Regions from separate parts of the Zea mays genome. Here region 2 is linked to region 1. A link is a contact called in public Hi-C data. All regions are on one chromosome and are shown on one strand. The core of a region is the stretch at or near the end of the contact, and the rest is flanking DNA. Distances in the headings are between cores, read along the strand shown. Region 1 has its middle 39 kb from the start of LOC103649226. Region 2 holds the start of LOC103647631 (putrescine hydroxycinnamoyltransferase).

Region 1 (3,545 bases), core at 840-3,339:
TGGGGTCGGGCGGAGCGGAGTTCGCCGTCTTCCGGGTCCGAGCCCGAGTCCGAGCCCTGGGGTCGGGCGGAGCGGAGTTCGCCGTCTTCCGGGTCTTAGCCCGAGTCCGAGCCCTAGGGTCGGGCGGAGCGGAGTTCGCCGTCTTCCGGGTCTTAGCCCGAGTCCGAGCCCTGGGGTCGGGCGGAGCGGAGTTCGCTATGGTACCCCTGGCGAGGCCTGACTGCCTGTCAGACTCACTCTGTCGAGTGGCACCGCAGTCGGAGTGGCGCAGGCGGCGCTGTCCTTCTGTCAGACCGGTCAGTGGAGCAGCGGAGTGACGGCGGTCACTTCGGCTCTGCCGGGGGGCGTGCATCAGGATAGAGGTGTCAGGCCACCTTTGCGTTAAATGCCCCCGCAACTCGGTGAGTCGGTGCGGCGATTTAGTCAGGGTTGCTTCTTAGCGTAGCCAAGGCCTCGGGCGAGCCGGAGATGTGTCCGCCGTTAAAAGGGGGGCCTCGGGCGAGACGGAAGTCCCTCGAGGTCGGCTGCCCGAGTCCGAGGCTAGGCTCGGGTGAAGCGTGATCGAGTCACTCGTATGGACTGATCCCTGACTTAATCGCACCCATCAGGCCTCTGCAGCTTTATGCTGATGGGGGTTACCAGCTGAGAATTAGGCGTCTTGAGGGTACCCCTAATTATGGTCCCCGACAGTAGCAATACAGACAAACATGGTATATACAAAATTAACATCACACCAAACATAAGCACAAACTGAATAATAATAATCTACACGTCGCTACGAGATCGGGGTTCGAGAACCACTAAAATCGAAGTTAAACGAAGAATTTAGGAATAAAACGGTATTTTAGGGGCAATAAATCTAATAGATGCGATTTAACAGATATTGCATTTAAACTAAGTAGGTATTAAATTAAATTATTTGAGTTGGTATTTATCATTAAGAATTTTTTTTACAAAATGCGTAGGTTAAAACTATAAATTAGATTAACTAGATTATCTATTTAATTAACATTAATTAAACAATTAGTTAATTAATTATTATTTAATTAAACTATGTGGCATAATTAAAATAATGTTATTACTACATACGCAGAAATTAATATGAACCTAACACAACTTGAACTAATTAAAATAAATTATTTGATCTAGAAGATATCACATTTTTAATAAATTATTAGGTCTGCACAGAAATATGTGATATGACGCGATCTGATTGGTTAGATAGGTTTGTTAAAAGTGGAAAAGGTTTGTTTATAAATACATTACCTAGTTGATGCAAACTTACCACGGTTATGTCTACTATTGAATTCATGCTACATGAGAGTCTGGTATGCAAAAGGGCCCAAGTTGATGGTTACTCCCTCCGTCCCACAAAAGAAGTCGTCTTGGGCATTGGCATTTGTCCCTTGAAGATTGTCGTTCTGGTGTCTAGACAACGAGATCAGAGCAGACATGGGAGCAGGGAGCGATTGGCGCAGCCCACGCCTCTAGCTACATGATTTTGTGGCACATGAATCTTTGTATTTAATAGGGATATTGTTGTAATCTCTCACTTGACTTGTTTTTCACCTGCTAGGCTAGAACGACTTTCTTTATGGGACGGAGGGAGTATCTATTAGGCGGGAAGTGTCATGTCTATCATACAGGAAAGATTCCTAATCTATCACTAACTTATCTTCCAATCAAGTTCTTTACTCCCTCGTTGTTGCTGGTCATGACGGCTTATGGTTGTAAGCTTAGCTGGCAGCGATTATGGCTGTAAGCTTAGCTGGCAGCGAGCTACTGTGGCTTGAATAGCGGCGACGCTCTGTGCTTTTCTCCCGGTTAGTCGTGGCTCACGCGGTAACCCTCTCTTTGTTTGTTGGCTTGCGATGGGTGAGATGATGGGAGGTTTTGCGATGGCGCCAGTCGTGGCTCACGCGGTAATCTTCTACACAGAAGCCTAGGGATCATTAGCCAACTCCGAGCGGACCCGGCCGCGACAAAACGGACCAGCATCCTCGCGTTCGGACTGGTAGAAGATTATGGAATTGTGGTCCATTGCAGCATTGATGAAGTCATCCATGACGTTGTGGTGATGTAATCTCCGGCTAGGAGATTAAAAAAAGAAAAAAGAAACTAGCAGGTAGGGACACGGCTACCTAGGAGAGCTAGGCCATGCTGGCCAATCGACCAAAACAATCGTGGCATTTAGTAACCTAATCCATATTCTTTTTTTTGTTTTTCTTATTTCTTATTTCCATTTTATCTTGTTTTTAAATATTCCTATTCAAATCTGAGTTCAAGAATTCAACTATAAATGCAACATTTAAATGATCCCATCATGTATGCAAAGTTATATTTTTTTATTTATTATTTTGATTTTTAATTTACAAATTTTAAATTGAATTCTGAGTTGAGTTTTAAATTTAATATAAATGCACAATCAAAAATATCCAGCATGCCAATGCAAAGATATTATATTTATATTAATTACCCATTTAAGAAAATATTTTAAATATGAAATTCATACACACAAAAATAGGTATTTTAGAAAAAAATAACTTCTAGTGTTTTAAATTTGAACTTTTAGATCTTTATTATTAAATATATCTGTTTTAGGAGATGAAATCTTTAAAAGTAAGAAAAATCTTATTAAAAGATATTTTAATTCAAAATCTTTCGATAATTTTACTAAATCACCAAAATGTGATTCCGGCTGTTACAAAACTACAAAAGTGCATGTAGCCTTTTAGTGGGTTTTGGTGGAGTGAATGACACCACAATCAAAAGTCTAACAAGCTTGCTAAATATTAAACATAAAATTTAGTATATTGTATACACTTCAAGATTGCATAACAAGAAGTGTCTCAAAGGTTCAACAAGAAGACAAGCTTAACGCCATTTTGTTTCTATTGCACTTTGCACCGGATTGCCTAAACCAGGCCAACAGTCCAAAATAGGTGAAAGGATTGAGACACACGTGGCCTGGACATAACCCAGTCAACAAATAAACCCTCCACCCAATATGGGATATGATCCCACCTAAAAAGTTGTTGCGGACAACACCAAGGTGTTGTTTGGTTCAAAAAATGTAACGCAAACGGTAATGGTAATGGTTTCGGCTCGATTACTGGCGGTAACAAATTTGAATAGGCTGGTATCAAATTTTAGTGTGGTATCTGATTACGGTTGGACTAAAACAAACATGATTTAACGTTATCCGTTACCCATTACGTTACAAATATATGAACTAAACGACACTCAAGTGAACTTTGACATGGTACAGTGGAAGAAAACATGATCAATAAATTTGTGTCAGCATAAGACGCTCACCTTCCAACCCTTTTTATTTAGGACCGCGACAACCTAGATTTTTCTATTACTATCTCTATTCACAAATATATGACATCGTTGACTTTAAAAAAAATTTAACTCTCGTCTTATTCAAAATATTTATTTGAAAATATAAAATTTTAAGTCAAACATAAATATCTTAAGTAATAAAACAAATCACAAAATAAAAATAAATGATAATTCATTATTTTTTTAAATAATATGAGTGA
Region 2 (3,215 bases), core at 708-3,207, 180 kb before region 1:
CTCGATCTGACGACAGACCTCGCCTTGCCCCAGTAGCTCAATATGGAACGAGATTAATCATGCAGTGGCCGGAGTAGTTCCTACGTACAACACTAGCAACAAAAGTGTGATCGCGAATGAAATATAATGTATCGGCATATATATATACGTATACATTCTAGCTAGTAGAAGTAGAACACCTGGAAATATATGAAGCGTTATTGCCGATGATCACAGAGAAGCTAGGTTGAGGACCACAGATCGGTCCTCGTACGTACAGGTCCAAAGAAAAGGTAATTAACTCAGGTTTACAAAACCCAGGAATTAATTAAAAGATTGATAAAGCCGCAACAAACTACTACTAACCTAGCAGTACGTAGTATAATCCTTTTAGAAAATGTGTATATATATACCCAATACAGTTTTTACGACGCGGAAGCAGTATAATTTAGGCATGCATGCATGGCTATAGTTGTAGTTGTAGGTGCTGCTGCCTGCTGGGCACGCACGCACGCACGAATGCCATGCACAGAGAGTTGAAAGACTTGAAGCTGGCTACTCCATGGAGTAGCAGCACTGCTTGAACGCCTCCAGGTTTTGCTCGAACATCGGCACGAAGGCGTCGACGCTGCCGTCGCCCAGGTACGAAGGCACCAGGAACAGCATGCCCTCCGTGGGGAAGTAGGACGGCATGAAGTAGCTCGGGTTGCCGGCGCCCAAGTCCAGCTCGTAGAACGGGAAGGTGAGCCAGCTGTCCACCTCCAGGTCCGGGCACAGCACGTCCTTGAGCAGGGCTGTCGTCTCCAGCCCTTCCTTCTCCACCGCGCCGGAGCCCGCGAAGTCGACGAACGACTGGAAGTAGGCGCCGTCCACCCGCGCCACGGCGTCGTGGATCACCTGCGCCGCGTGCTTCAGCGGCCGGCCGAGGAGGCTCCCCACCGTGGCGCGCGGGAACGCCCAGAGGACCAGGTTCCCGAAGTAGTCTGCCGGCGCCGCCGCGAGGCGCGGCCTCCCGTCCACGGAGATGCGGATGGTGGAGGTCTGGAGCGGGTTGCTGCCCAGCCCGCGCGCGCGCGTCATGGTGCGCCAGACGTGGGCGAGGATCGTCTCGAACCGGCTGAAGGGACGGCCACGGCCTTCGGACGCCCTGGCGCGGAGCCCCGCCACGAAGTCCTTGGTGAAGTGAGCCTTGTGGATCACGATGCTGTGCTGGGTCGTAGTGTCGCCGTGGCCGTGGACGTGGACGTGGGCCGACGACGGCGCGGGCTTGTAGTACTCCACGCCGCGGTGCTCGAACCCGGCGCGCGGCGGGTCGTGGCGCGGCGGGAAGAGGCCCGGGCGGTGGACCGGCGGCGACGGGCCGACGGGGAGCCCGCGCGCGGCGCGGCCCCAGGCGACGAGGAAGTCGCTGGTGGCGTGGCCGTCCGCCACGGCGTGGTTGGCGGTGAAGCCCACGGCGAGCGAGCCGCACGCGAACCGCGTGAGCTGCACCTGCACCACTGGCTCCTCGATGTCGCTGCCGTCTAGGTCCGGGTGCAGCCGCAGCACGGCGGGGGACGGCTTCGTGGGGGCGATGTCGGCGAGGCGCGCGTCCACGGACGCCTCCACGAGGCGGGCGCCGTGGTCGTTGAGCAGCACCCCTGGCGCGCCGTCCGGGCCCGGGCGGACCTGGCCGGCGAAGAGCCGGTAGGCGCCCAGCACCGCGGCGAGGCCGCGCTCGATGGCGTCTGGGGACGGGACCGGCGGAGAGAAGGCGTAGATGATGGCCATCTGCATGTGGTACGTGGCCTTGTCGAACACCGACGACGGCACGTGCTCCGTGGTGTCCGGCCGCGGCGCGCCCGCCGGGTAGGACGGTTTCACGAGCTTGGAGCTCAGCACCTTCACCTCCATGGCGAGATGGATGCACCTTCACCTTAGTGTAGTGAGACTTCACTAGGGCCGGGCTCGATCTGTCTGCTTGTGCTGCAGCTTTTGTTGCCGTGCTCGCTGATCGGCTCTGCGCGCGCGTATAGTAGTTATAGGCAGGGCGCGCATGGGAGTAGGTGAGGGTGCGCGTGCGTTGGTGAATGGGCAATGGATCAATCCATCTAGGTCCGGAAAAAAACTCGAGATCGCAGCAGCTTGGCTTGGACCGACTCGACGCTTAGAACGAGCCTGAGCCGAGCCGAGCCTGTTTTGTGACTTGTGAAAAGAACGAGCCAGCTCGGCTCGGTACATCTCGCGAGCTGACTCGTGGCTCGACCCAACAACAATTTATTATATAAAATCTTAATTAGCATATAATATTAGTACCGAGTAGACAATTAATTTATGTTATTTGAGATTACTATAAAAATATTTTTCTTCTATATTATATTAGTGATATATCTATTTTACTAATTTAAAATATGTTATTTAAAACATTTTAAAGAGCGGATTTATGTTGATGGTTAGACTCGTTGGCTCGGCCAGCCAAAGCGAGCTCGCCGTTTTTTCGAGCTCGCCGTTGGAGATCCATCGTTCGGCATCGCGTATATAGACTAGATTTGGTACTGACTACTGAGAGACGTGTGGAAAGCCACATCTGCTGTGCATGCGGCTGTCGATCTATATGGACACCGCAGGAGGCCACGCCATGCATGTTTTGACTAGCATGCGATCGACCGGCGGGACGGGACATGCCGTACCGCGCACGAGCAGCCGCAGGCCGCACGCACACCGATCACATCATCACATCCGTGGCGCGGCCGCGCTGGCGAGATCACACGGCCGGCACGTACCGATGACGCGTACGCTTGAGGCAAAAGCGTACTAGGCCGCAGCGGCACGATGAACGATGGATATCGCTCAACGAATCCTCTGGTGTGTGTTGGTGCCTCACTGCTCGACTACGGCCGTCATGGTCGGCATCATATTGCGGTGGTCGGATCGATCGGCCGGATGCAGCCGGTAGCGACAGATGTCGTCGTGACTGTGTTAACCAACGAAACTTTAGCAGTACGTCTTGTAATCTGAGACGCACCTGAGCTGCATCAGTAGTTGACTCGCACACACTCATGGGCTCATGGCGGCCGAGATGGTTCCCGGCTTCCCGCGGCTTCTGATGCGACGATTGGTGTCCAAAATAGACAGGCAAGGGCCACCAAACAATTACTTTTTTTTTTGGAATACAATTGCTTGAGCTTAGAGTCCAATAATTTTCTCGTATGAACTTCTAATCTTTGGTGGACGACGACACGTGACTTCTTAAAAAA

Evidence for each region. Hi-C and Micro-C count contacts between places; a contact is called where the count stands out from the background.
Region 2: a Hi-C map of leaf shows a contact between it and region 1, with 8 times the contacts expected there. The contact joins the promoter of LOC103647631 here to the enhancer-like site in region 1. A contact is called at or near these places in 2 of 25 Hi-C or Micro-C datasets (ear and leaf).

Annotation. Positions count from the first base shown.
Region 1 is chr2:203,129,780-203,133,324 of Zm-B73-REFERENCE-NAM-5.0, reverse strand. No RefSeq gene overlaps it. Among protein-coding and RNA genes, the nearest start is that of LOC103649226, 39 kb to the left of the region's middle. Within about 2 kb of position 2,089, at least 17 of the 20 cell types and tissues checked have an H3K27ac peak or open chromatin away from gene starts, as enhancers often do. A contact at or near this core is called in ear and leaf, where this site is marked.
Region 2 is chr2:203,310,675-203,313,889 of Zm-B73-REFERENCE-NAM-5.0, reverse strand. LOC103647631 (putrescine hydroxycinnamoyltransferase) reads right to left here and starts at 1,957. Exons shown (of 1, transcript XM_008672140.2): 1 at 287-1,957. The coding sequence starts at 1,872. The coding sequence ends at 535.